3 separate regions of the Sus scrofa genome follow, and regions 1 and 3 are each linked to region 2. The links are chromatin contacts, called in public Hi-C and promoter capture Hi-C maps. All regions are on one chromosome and are shown on one strand. The core of a region is the stretch at or near the end of the contact, and the rest is flanking DNA. Distances in the headings are between cores, read along the strand shown. Region 1 holds the start of AAMDC (mth938 domain-containing protein). Region 2 holds the start of KCTD21 (BTB/POZ domain-containing protein KCTD21). Region 3 holds the start of NARS2 (probable asparagine--tRNA ligase, mitochondrial).

The links. Promoter capture Hi-C pulls out the DNA fragments that hold promoters and counts their contacts. A called contact is a pair of places that touch in the nucleus more often than the background predicts.
Region 1: a contact with region 2 is called in a Hi-C map of skeletal muscle, with 12 times the contacts expected there. The contact joins the promoter of AAMDC here to the promoter of KCTD21 in region 2. A contact is called at or near these places in 1 of 5 promoter capture datasets (liver) and 3 of 47 Hi-C or Micro-C datasets (heart right ventricle, liver and skeletal muscle).
Region 3: a promoter capture Hi-C map of fetal liver shows a contact between it and region 2, with 3 times the contacts expected there. The contact joins the promoter of NARS2 here to the promoter of KCTD21 in region 2. A contact is called at or near these places in 2 of 5 promoter capture datasets (fetal liver and liver), 2 of 47 Hi-C or Micro-C datasets (embryonic fibroblasts and skeletal muscle) and 1 of 2 datasets of contacts at active chromatin or transcription factors (alveolar macrophages).

The regions. Positions count from the first base shown.
Region 1 is chr9:12,276,547-12,280,050 of Sscrofa11.1, forward strand. It overlaps AAMDC (mth938 domain-containing protein), which reads left to right and starts at 1,981. Exons shown (of 4, transcript XM_005667169.3): 1 at 1,981-2,101. It overlaps RSF1 (remodeling and spacing factor 1), which reads right to left and starts at 1,574. Exons shown (of 20, transcript NM_001142834.2): 1 at 1,565-1,574; 2 at 1,377-1,562. The coding sequence starts at 1,562.
Region 2 is chr9:12,584,607-12,588,503 of Sscrofa11.1, forward strand. KCTD21 (BTB/POZ domain-containing protein KCTD21) reads right to left here and starts at 1,251. Exons shown (of 2, transcript XM_021062565.1): 1 at 1,087-1,251. It overlaps USP35 (ubiquitin carboxyl-terminal hydrolase 35), which reads left to right and starts at 1,422. Exons shown (of 13, transcript XM_013979184.2): 1 at 1,422-1,683.
Region 3 is chr9:13,008,417-13,012,478 of Sscrofa11.1, forward strand. NARS2 (probable asparagine--tRNA ligase, mitochondrial) reads right to left here and starts at 2,481. Exons shown (of 14, transcript XR_002335551.1): 1 at 1,999-2,481.

The sequences.
Region 1 (3,504 bases), core at 731-3,230, 310 kb before region 2:
CTGAAGATCGATCCTGATTTCTTGGAAGGGAAATAGCTATCTGTTTTGCACAATACCTAGTCCACTTTGGCCACCTCTACGGAAAAAAAGAAGGGGGGATAAAGACCTATTTGGAAACGTTTCTTCTCACCAAGGGCTGTTCCCAGATAAAGGCAAAGCTCAGAGTTCAACAAATAAAACCTTCTCTGAGGGAAGAAATGTGCCAGAAAAAGGGAGGCATGGATCGAGAATAAACAGGGAATACGTGTAAGCGCTCAGTGAGGGTTGCAGGCAGCAGGCGCTGCGCGGAGATGCTCCAGCGAGAGACCCAGCAGCAGCAGCAGCAGCAGCAGCAGCAGGAAGTTTCAATGGGGCCGGGCAGAGCATGCGCCCTGCACCGCGCGGTGGCCTTATGTGGAAGGAGCACCACTTGCGAACACCAATAATAGACCAGCGGCACCAGAGAGAGAAACATGAGCAACAAGCACCTTCTTCAACTGTTTTCCCCTCCGTCTGAGCCCCTCCTCCAGCCTACACACTAACCACTCCACCCCACCCTGCAAATGAGAGGGCGACTTCTTCTTCCCCTAAGCCCTACTGCCAAGACGAAGGGGGAAGGACTGGAAAAGTCGGGAGATGCTTTTCTATTATTTGTGGGAAGGTGGGGAGGAGGAGGAAAACTATGGGGGGGGGATTAACCCTCTACCCTCCAAAGTGGAGAAGCTGAACCGACTTCACCTCCCCCTCCAAAACAAGAATGGAGAAGGACCCCCTCATCAGGAGGAGGAGCAAACCTCCGACAGGAGTTTCAGGGGTTAAACCGGCCCTGGAGGAGAAGGGAAGAGAGACCAAGCCGACTCTCTCGGGGAGTTCCCACTAGAGGAGGGAGAGATGAAGTGTCCGCTGGCCCCGCCCACCCAGGTGAGGGAGAGAAAGGGGCGCCCCGAGAAGATGAGCCCAGCCTCCCCCGAGATGGTCGGAGGATGTGGGAGGAGGGGAGGGAGTGAGGGAGGGGTGGAGGAGAAAGCGCAAAGCTGGCCGGAACCTGCCCTCGCCTTCCCCCGCCACCGAGAAGGAGTAGGGGTGGGGGCCGGCCCCCGCCGCGGGATACCAGTCCCAGGGGCGACCGACCAGCACAATGACCCTTCCCCGCCCCCAGCCCAGACCTGACCCGCCAAGCCCCCACCGTCCCTGGGCGCCGGGCGGAGTGGCCCTAGGGGCCTCCGCCCCGCCTCCCCACTGCCCAAGACCCCCCGGGCTGGGCGGAGAAGACTGGCCAGGCGGAACTGCGCCCCCGCCGGAGGACAGAGCCGCGGAGGCCCGGGGTGTCGGCGAAGAACGAAGAGAAGGAGTGTGCCAGGGCCGCTTCCCGCCGGGCTTTCGGGCCCCTCGCTTACCTTCTCCGTTGCCGACGTCCGGCGAAGGAGCTTGCAGCACCCGCTCCAGCTCGGGGAACGGCAACTCGGGCAGGTCGAGCAGCGGCCCGTAGCGCTCCAAGAAAGAGCAGACTACGGCGAAGTTGGGGCACGAACCCGGGCAGCCCGGAGGAGCCATCGCCGCCGCCGCTGCCGCCGCCGCCGCCATTTGAACTGGAGATGGAGGAGGAGGAGGCGATGGAGGGGTGGGGGGAGTTGGGGTGCCGAGGAATAGCAGGGCAATCTTACAGGCGACAGGAGGCGCTAGCAAGTGGGCGCCCCTGCGGATCCGAGCGTCTCAGGCACGGCGCCGCGATCCCACAATACAACAGCGGCCCGGAGCAGTCGAGAACCGAGTCAGACGGAGGAAAGAGAGGCGCTCCGTGCCTTTCACTTTCCGCCCTCTTTCCGCACCCCCACCCCCTTCTCCACTCCTCCCACCTCGGGTTTGCACTGCCTCGGTGTGACAGGAGGAATGAAAACAAGGGCTGCAGGGCAGGGAGGCGGGCTGGAAGCTGGGAGGCGGGACTTTGTAGGAACGGTGACCAATAAACCTGAAGGGGGCGGAGCTTCGCGCGTCGACTGGCCGAAAGGCTTTTTCAGGGCGGGCGAAGGGGAGGAGCGTTTAGATGCGACAGCCTGAACGTAGGTGAGAGGTAAAGCACGGAGCGGTTTGAGAGTGCGGCTCCTTGGAGAGAGGGCGTTGGGTAAGTTTTGGGGGCGCTCCTCGACCTGAAACTGGGCTACTGGTTAGTAGGGGAAGTTGAAGGGAGTGAATAAGAGGACACTTGGGGAAAAAGCACGATTATGAGAAAAAAATAGGAGAAGGGAAATGTATTAATTAATTATGTTGGGATGGGACCTTTTATGAAGAAGTCTCAGCGAAAATTTGCTGAGGGATACTGCTGAAGTACAAGAACCGCACCTGTGCTGGAAAAGCAGGGCCTGAAGACTCTGGAGGACGACGGCCTGATGCACCGGGGCTCTGCTGGGATCGTCACCCTGAGGAGTTGTGGTCCTGATAGGAAACCAGGATCTAAAGGGACCATGCCCTTCACGGGAACCAAGGCTTGAGATGACAGGGCCCTCCTGCGGTTGTCTGGGTGGGGGTGGGGGACTTTGTTGAGGTGCGAAGATCTGGGAAACTAGGCGCTGCAGGGGACCAGAATCAGAGGTGGGCTACACCTGCCCTGAGGGCGGACTTGGTAGGAGACTTGGTCCAGCTGGGTTGCAAGGACAAAAAGCAAGACTTGAGCCCTAATAGAATGGCTTCAGGACGTGGCAGATTTTTCATTTCTTTAAACTTCGGTGAAGTGGGAGTGGTTATAGTACCTATATCATAGGATTTTACTAGATAATTCACAGTACACTGATTAGCACAATGCCCTGGCACATTGTAAATTCTTAAAAAATATTAGTTGCTATTATATTAGAAGAAAAGAGTTCCTAAAATTTAGATTGAATTAAGCAATATGCAATTTATACAGTTCATTACTTTGAGCCAAAAGTTTCTGTGTGCATTTTAAGGTTATATAGTTTCTACTTACTAAAAAGAATTTTACAAACAAGGTATAATGTAAACTATGTAAAACAGAATAATAATTAAAGGAAAGTAAAGAAATATATAGGCAATCGATTATGTTGAGAACAGAGAAAATGATCACCACAATTAAACATTGAATTTTGTTCTGAATTTCTAGGTAAAAAGGAGAAAAACCATAATGGTCTGTGTCATATTAATTAGCTAAAGAAACAACAAGACTCCTTTATCAAGAGGAAAAAATTCTGGAGTTCCCTCTGTGGCATGGTGGGTTTAATGATCCTCCTTGTCTCTGTGGAGCTGCCAGTTCGATTCCAGCCCAGTGCAGTGGATTCTGGATCTGGTGTTGCTACAGCTGTGGCACAGGTCACAGCTCCAGCTCAGATTTGACTCCTGGCCCCAGGAACATCCATATGCTGCAGATGGGACCAAAAAGAAAAAAAAAAAAAAAAAAGAGAGAGAGAGAGAAAAAATTCTATGTTGTAAGCAAAATTTATTACCTGGAATACTGATTTCTAATACACAAATCCTTTTTAAAGGAAAAAAATGTTCTTTTGAACTTTAGAAAGA
Region 2 (3,897 bases), core at 1-2,500:
ATTCGTCACCATTCCCCATTCTCTTCCAGAATTTTCCTTCATCCTCTTGCCTCACTCTCAGGCTTCATCTTGGGGTTTTCCTCAAGCACAAGAACCTCATTTCAAACACTCTCTTCCTTATGCTCTTCCTGCTCCTCACAATAATAATTTATAAACAAATGATTTTCAAATCCATCTCATCTCACCTTCACAATAACCACAGGAGGGTTGCCTTCCAGGTTGGTATTCTGAAAGGCTGAGGAAGCCAGTCCTGTTACACAGCTTGCTGAGGGCAGGATGCTGACACTTCTGTCTGTTCCTTGGCTTTCACTACAGATTAAACCCCTACCTCGCTGCACTGCAGTGAAAAAAAGGTCTTTGGAGTAAGGAGTCTTGGGTGGTTTGGGGCAAGTTCACTTCTCTGAGCATGTTCCTCATCTGTAAACAGGTATGGTGACACCTTTACAGGGTGTGAACTGAATGAGATCGTAAGTGTGACGCACTGAGTACAAGGGATGAATGAGCTTTTTATTTCTAGTCATGGGTAAAGAAGGTTTTCCGTGCATCCACAGGCATTTACCCATTTGGGCACCCTCTTGCCCAAACCGTTTCAGCGCTGCTGACAAGAGCTGGGAGGGATCCTTTTCATCTTTACATCCCCGCCCCTCCCTCCCAATGCTCTTCGGCCCACTCCACCCAATCCAACCCACACTGGCCTCGTCGCTTTCTCAACACCCACTCCCCAGCTCCGCAGCCCCTTTCTCCCGTCTCGCGCAAGTTCCCCTACTTACCTAGACACTCCGCCCCTCCTTGCCCCACCCACTATGCTCCTCCCACAGTCTTAGCCCTCTCGATCCGGGCTTTTCCTAACATCATCTATCCATCCATCCATCCAGGCCCCTTCCACCAGCTCCGCCCCCTCTTTCCCAAAAACGCTCCCCCCTCCCCCCGCGCAGTCACAGGTGTTGCTATTCCCATTGGACAGATGAGAATGGCGAGGCCAGGGTAAGCTAGATGACCTCTCATGGTAGGACAAGTGCCCAGGTGGGCCCGCGTCCCCTCACCGGCTATCCCTGCGCCCCGAACCTCCGACCACGCCGCACCCACCTCCTGCCCTCGCTCTGCAACCTCCCCTCCGCGGGCGGCCAGCGCAGCTTTGCGAGGAGGGTGGAGGGCTGGAGCCCAGCCCAGGGGCGTGTCGGCCCCTGGACCCGCGCGCTGCGATCCGGAACTTGTAGTTCTCCATGGGCTCTTTTGCGGTTCCGCCACGCAAGAGTGAACTCCATCTCCCAGGAAACATTGCAGTTAGGCGTCCAGCTCCCGCCCCGCCCCCGCCAGCGCTCAGGCCGGCTGGCCTTAAAGGGGACGCGGCTTGAGTGGCGGTTCGCGGGGTGGTCCCCGCTCCGGCTCCGCCCCGTTTCCCGCACCTCGCCCCTCCCCCCACTTCGCCCCGCAGCCTTGCAGCCCCGCGGCCGCGCGGTTGAGTCGAGCTGCCGTGGGACTGGCTTGTGCAGAGCTGGGTGGAGAGGCTGGGCTTTGCAGTGGAAGCAGCATCTTTGCCAGCTGGAACCTGGCAGAGGGCGTCCCCACTCCGGGGGAAGCAAAGGACCCGCCCTGACCTAGCCTGGCCCAGGCTGGTCCAGCCTGGCCTGAGCGCCCCGCCCGGGAGCCGGCTCTGAGGCAGGGACCACTGGGGTCCCAGAGGTAAGTGGGCTCAGGCATGTTTGCGGGTTGGGGGGAGGGAGTGTCTGCACCCTAATGGTTCAAGAGCCGGGATACGCGCCTAGGGCTCTTGAATTCCTAGTAGGGTGCTGGGAGGTGGGAGATCTGGGTGCATCCTGGGCCTGGCTGTGTGACCTTGGGCAAGTGGCTGCCCCTCTCTGGGCTTCAAGCTCGTTCTTTATCTATTGTGCATATAGGTGATCCTGCCCTCGCCCCCGCCCCTCTCAGGGCTGAGGGTACCCGCGCCCGGTATCTTGAAGCTACTCCCGCCTTTCAGGGGGTCCGCAGCCCCAGCCTGGGCTAGAAGCTAGTGCACTGGTGTAACTGGAGGAAGGGGTGGGGCCGAGCTGGGGTACAAACTGGGGGATCCAAGAGGCCGCCTCCACTTAGAATGGGTTTCTGCTATTCTCAGCATCCTCCGCTCCGGTGCAGCCCCCTATAATAACCCTCGCGAACAGAAGACCCTGGTTGTCAAACCGGTGCTCGCTCTTCCAGAAAGCCTGGGGTGGGGGTGGGGATGCGGCCATCAGAGGTATGTGAGGGGAGGCCCCCAGAGGGAGTATGTGCTCCCACCTTCTTCCCTTCTCTCTCCTCTGTTCTCTTTCGGTAAAAGACCAGTTACTTTTTCACTAGTGAGCCCCCCACCCCTTTTTATCTCAGGGCCTCCGGGTAGTAGGGCAAGAGGATCCTTCCCAGGGCCTGCCTTGGCTAGAGGTTCAGTTAGAAAATACAGAGAGAGATGCTGCTATCCAGAGACCTGGGGGCCCAGGGAAAGGGACAGCCTGGTCCCTTCACCCCGACCCAAGGGGGCTCTGGCACCCATGGGAGTGAGAGGAGGGAGCCTGGGTGTGAGCCTCGGGGAGGAAAGGGAATGGGCTCCTCAACGCTGGGGTTTGGAGGGGCTGCTGTGCTCTGGGGTATGGAGAGGTCGAGCGAGAACTTGAAGCCCCCTGCCCTGTCCCCTGAAATCCTGTGAGCTTTTGACCTGAGGGTTAACCAGGAACTGGTTGTTTTGTTTTGTTTTTTGTTGTCTTTTTTCTTCAGCTTTGGTTGTTTGTGCCATTTCTCGAATGGGTAACTCCTCCCTCAGGCCTGTCCAGTGACCTGTGTAGGGGCTTTCTTGGTTGATGTTTGAGACTCTCAGGGTTATAGAAAGGCAAGACCAGACCTGGGCGGTTGAGGGGGCACTGACGGGACCAAGGGTTAGGCAGGTCCTTGGAAGATGCTTTTCTGATCATATGCTTAGTTTTATCTTATCTTGCTGTCACATATCTCTCTGTTACTCGGCACTACTTCCTCTCTGTGCCTGGTCTTGTGCTGGGCAGTGGGCATAGATAGGGGATTGGGCCTACTTCCTACCAAAGGAGAGCCTGTCCTGGTGGAGGAGATGGACATAGAGTCAATCTGGTTATGCTGCCAAGGGATGAGAGAAGTGAAGAGGACCTTGGGAGACCAGAGCCCAGAGACTTGAGTTGCAGAGGGATTTGGAAAGGCTTCCCAGAGGAGGGGGCATGTGACCTGGGCATTGAAGGATGAGTCAGAATTTATCAGGAGAGAAAAGGGAGAAGCCATTTCCCACAGAGAAGGCGTCCCCAAAGGCATCAAGCAGGAAAAAGCCCACTGCCCAAATTCCTATAGATTCACTGCCAAATGGAGTTTGTCAAGTTTATCTCCAACCCTGCCCCACATTAGCTTAATGTCACAGAAAGGACTTGAATGTCAGGCTCGGGAGTTTGGACTTTATCCTGCAGGGGCTGGGGAGCCTTGAGGGTCCTGAGGAGGGGCATGGCCAGATGGAGTTTACTGTCTGAGGTTAACCTGATGATATTTGCGGGGTGGGTTGGAGAGACCAGGCAGGGGATAGGATGAGCTGGTGCCTGGCCAGGGGATGGGTGTGGGGGGGTAAGGCAGGGCACTGGAGTTGTAAACACACACACACACACACACACATACACACGGTGCTTTGAGGGTGATGGAGATTGAAGATTAGTCGGGCTCTACTGTGCAGGAACAGAGACTTGTCAGTACACAATTGACAGAGGGACAGATAAAGGGATCTGGGCCTTCCAGGGAGGGCTCATGATTTTCTTGTGTGTTTGCTGTGTGCCCTGGAGTGGGCTGGGTATTGCTGGCACTCCCAGGCTGTCATGTCAGCAGTGAGAGATACAAGCCAATGACGTGAGCAGGAGCGGCCAC
Region 3 (4,062 bases), core at 1,231-3,730, 430 kb after region 2:
AACATTTGTGGAGCACTGTTTGCAATGTTTCTGTCCTAAGCTCTTTATAAGTATTTTTCTACCTAGTCCTCACAAAAATTTAATGATTATTACCCTTTTAGAGATGAAGAAACATAGAGAAGTTAGGATAACCTCCTTGTTTAATACTCAAGGTTACCTAGAAGTAGGGCTGGAATTCAAATACACTTCTGAGTTCAAGGTTCACGTTAACAACAAGCTCTTCAGGAATGCTGTTTCTATCCCGTCCCCAGTTCCTCTGAGGAAAACACCCTTCAACACTCAGCTACTTGTCACCTCCTGAAAGAAATCTTCCTTGACCTCCTCACGGTTAAGGACTTCCCTTGGTTTTCTCAAAGCTATTTATACTACTAATACTCATCACATTTTTGTAATTAACTTGTCTAAGCCATTAGACCAGGGCTGTCTAACAAACATATAATGCGAACCACATACGTAATTTTACATTTTTTTTAAGTGGTCACATCAAAAGTGCGAAGACCAATTGGGAGAGGGGAAGGAGTGGGATGGATTGGGAGTTTAGGGTTAACAGATGCAAACTATTATATTTAGAATGGATAGACAATAAGGTCCTACAGTATAGCACAGGGAACTGTATCCAATCTCCCAGGATAGATCATGATGAAAAATAATATTTTAAAAAAGAACATATATTTATATGTATGACTGAGTGACTTTGCTGTACAGTACAAATTGCTACAACACTGTAAACAACTATAATAAAACTTTTTAAAAAGTAAAAAGAAATGGGTAACGTTCATTTTAATGATGTATTTTGTTCAACCCATTTTGTCCAAAACATCAACATATAATCAATATAAAAAAGCAGAGACACTGTGCATTCTTTTTTGTTCTTCAAAGTTGGTGTGTATTTTACAATTACAGTACCTCTCAATTCAGTCTAGCCACATTTCAAGTGCTCAGGGCCCTAAGTGCCAGTAGCTTCTAAATTAGAGAGTAGGGCACTAAAAAGAAATCCTTTAACGGAGTAGGCTCTGTTCTCATCTCTGAATCCTTTCTAGGCTAGCATACAGAAGGCATCATTAGTGTATGCTGAATAGATTAATGCCAGAAAATATTTTGATTTGGATCTCAGAAAGAACCCCCAAAAATGCAAGGGGGGAAACTGGTCATACTGCTACAAATCAAAGATAGATGAGGACGACAAAAGTAATTGCATCAGTGTGATTCAGCAACCTAATAAACCAAACCACCTTGTTTGGTCTGGTCCTTCTGTGTGGAGCTGCTGCAAATTATAGTATTAACAAAGAAATGAGAGCAGCTCGTCTTTACCGACTGTGGGACACTGTCCCAAATTTTTCTAACTAACTTTTCGGACTCTGTGAGACAGGGACTATGATCATTTCCATTCTCATAAGAGGAAAGTGAGGTTCAGAGCACATGAAGGGCCGTGCCCCAAACTGACAACCTACTAAACAGCAGAAATTTAAACCTAGGCAGCTTGACTCCAGATCTCCTTCGAACTGCTACACTCCACTCTTTCTCCTAATTTATTAAACAAAAGTTATACGCAAAGCCTCATTTTAGGCACTGAGGTGGTTAAAAGTTGACCTAAGAGGTCTGGTTTGGTTGAACAAATTTTTCTGTCAGCCATGTGTGAATACCAAGACAGGTAAGAAAAGGCTCCTGGTCTCAAGGGGCTACTTAAGTGTGAATACACATAAGGGACAAAGGAAAAGGGGCTCGTTCGTTTTTCTGCAAGATTAACAAGTCTACATATAATGCCGCGGTATCACGAAAGCCAAGTTCCAGCACTTTCCAAGTATCTAAACAGTTTTCCGAAAACTACCAAGCCAAGAAAAGGAGAAAAACGTGGACGCACGCACACGATTGCTTAGCTTTTCTAACTTTCCCCTGCCGGTCATTCTGTCCGACCCGACGGGACCAGGGAAGCCTGAACTCGGATGTGCCAAATCGGTCAACGAAAAGGACAAACCTACCCGCTTTCGACACACTAACCTGGACCTTAACGCGCTCCCCATTCACGTTCTGGGCACCGAGAGCGTCCCGCACGCTCAGTTTTGTTGAAGGTTTGTGCCTTGGGCAGGGAACGGAGGAACAGGAGCGCAGGGCTCGGAGGAGACACCGGGCCCCGAACATCGCGCGGCTGCCCAGGCCCTCCTCGTGACCTGCCCTGATGCAGGGAGCGTTCGGACGCAGCCCGCGGGGACCCTCTCCTCGCCCCTCTTCCGGGCCGCAGCAAGCCCTTAGGCGCTCGAGACCCCTTCCCCTTCAAGGGTCCCAGCTCGGTCCCCACGGAACCTCTGCTGCTTCCCGCTTCCCTAAAGGGCGGAACGGAGACAACACATTCAGCAGCAAACGCCAAAAACAAACCGCGCGCCTTGGGCACGCGGGACACCCCACAGACCCTCACAGATTCTAAACCCACGCCTGAGTAGCTGCAGAAAGAGGCGCGGCCCCCGCCCCTACGTCACCACGCCAAGGCCAACGTCATCACGCTGCCGGGAGGTTCAGAGGGAGCATGCGTACTCGTGACCCCAGTTAAAGAGGAGGCGGGGCGGAGGAAGGGAAGGGGTCGGGAGCTGAGATAGGGCGGAGCTAAGACACAAGAACCTTGCGTTGAAGGAACCGGATAGTCTACTGGGGGCTAGATCCGAGTGACTGATGCAGAAAGAAGGCGGCCAAGAGGAGACTCTTGATTGTTGAGAAGATTAGCGTGAGGGGATCAGTCTTTGCGAATTCTGAGAACAGAGAAAAACAAAGCACAGACCCTGGTAAAGTTACAGGTGGGTGGTACCAGACATCCAAACAGCTGAATAAATGGGGGATCAGTTCCCTGGCAGAGCCCAAGCGCAGTATGCCAAAGATAGCTCGCCGGAAAAGGTAGCGCTTTGACAGGTAAGAGTAAGTGAAGAGACCTTGGACAGACGAGTCAGAGAAGGCGGGACAGTGGAGGAGTGTTGGGCATTGCCTGCCAGAATCTTCAAGTCTCGCCCTCTCCTTTTTCCAACACATTTATCTGCATTTGTTTGACGTGGAAATGATGGCTTGTTCATGAATTAAGCCACCTTTCAAATGTATCCCCCCGAATAATTTTATTTCCTGTAACTCATGGATGAATTAGTTTTCTAATTAAAAGATAGAAGTAAGGACTACTTACTTATTATGCCATTTTGCAATTATGCCCTTTTTTTGTGAACTTAGGCACGATGAAGTTAAATGAATTGCTCAAGGATATACATTCTATAAGATTTAGACTCGGAAATCCTGGCTCCTTGCACTAAACTATTATGCTATCAGTGTCTCAAGGTGGGAAATAAAACCATGGTTCCTTCCATCAAGGAATTCATGGTCTTGACATGATGGAGACTAGCAAGAAAACAGAGAATTGTGATATAAACCAGTAAGTACCAATATGCATGTATGAGCCAAATGGAGAGGTGGCAAAGGAGATAATTAAGCTGAGTTTTGGAGGAAGATCAGAATTTTGTCAGATTGGGATGTAGAAAGAGTATTTCCTGCCAGAAGATGGGCAGGAAAGGTTTCCAGGAGGGCAGACAGCCTGGAAGAATTGTAAGACTATTCTCAAGACAGACTAGAAAATACCCCCCTAGTTCTTGGACACTTCTCAAACCTTGAGAGCAGAAACACGGAAACTTGCTGCCAAATGCCGTCAGAATTATGTGAGCTATATGCCTTAAAAAATGTTTGCCTTTGGTATTGTTTGCAAAATCTGAGAAGACAGTCTGAGACACATAGAAATAACGTAGTCTGGTTCAAATCTCCTCTTTGACTACCTTTCAAAGGGACCAAAAATAGTGACCAGCTGGCTCACTTCCTACCCAGGCCATTTGTCTGGCTAGCCTTTCTTTACCAAGTCCCCTTAGTATGCATCTTAAGAACTGTAGTACCAGTGTCAGAGAGGAAGGATCCTGACTTTTTTTTACCCTCTCTCCTTCCACTTGTTTAAGCCAAAGGGTTAATTATTTTCTCAGCAGGGGTACTGGCCAGTAGTATGATGAAAGCAAAGGAAACCTGTGGCTGAAACTGAAAATTAGGTAT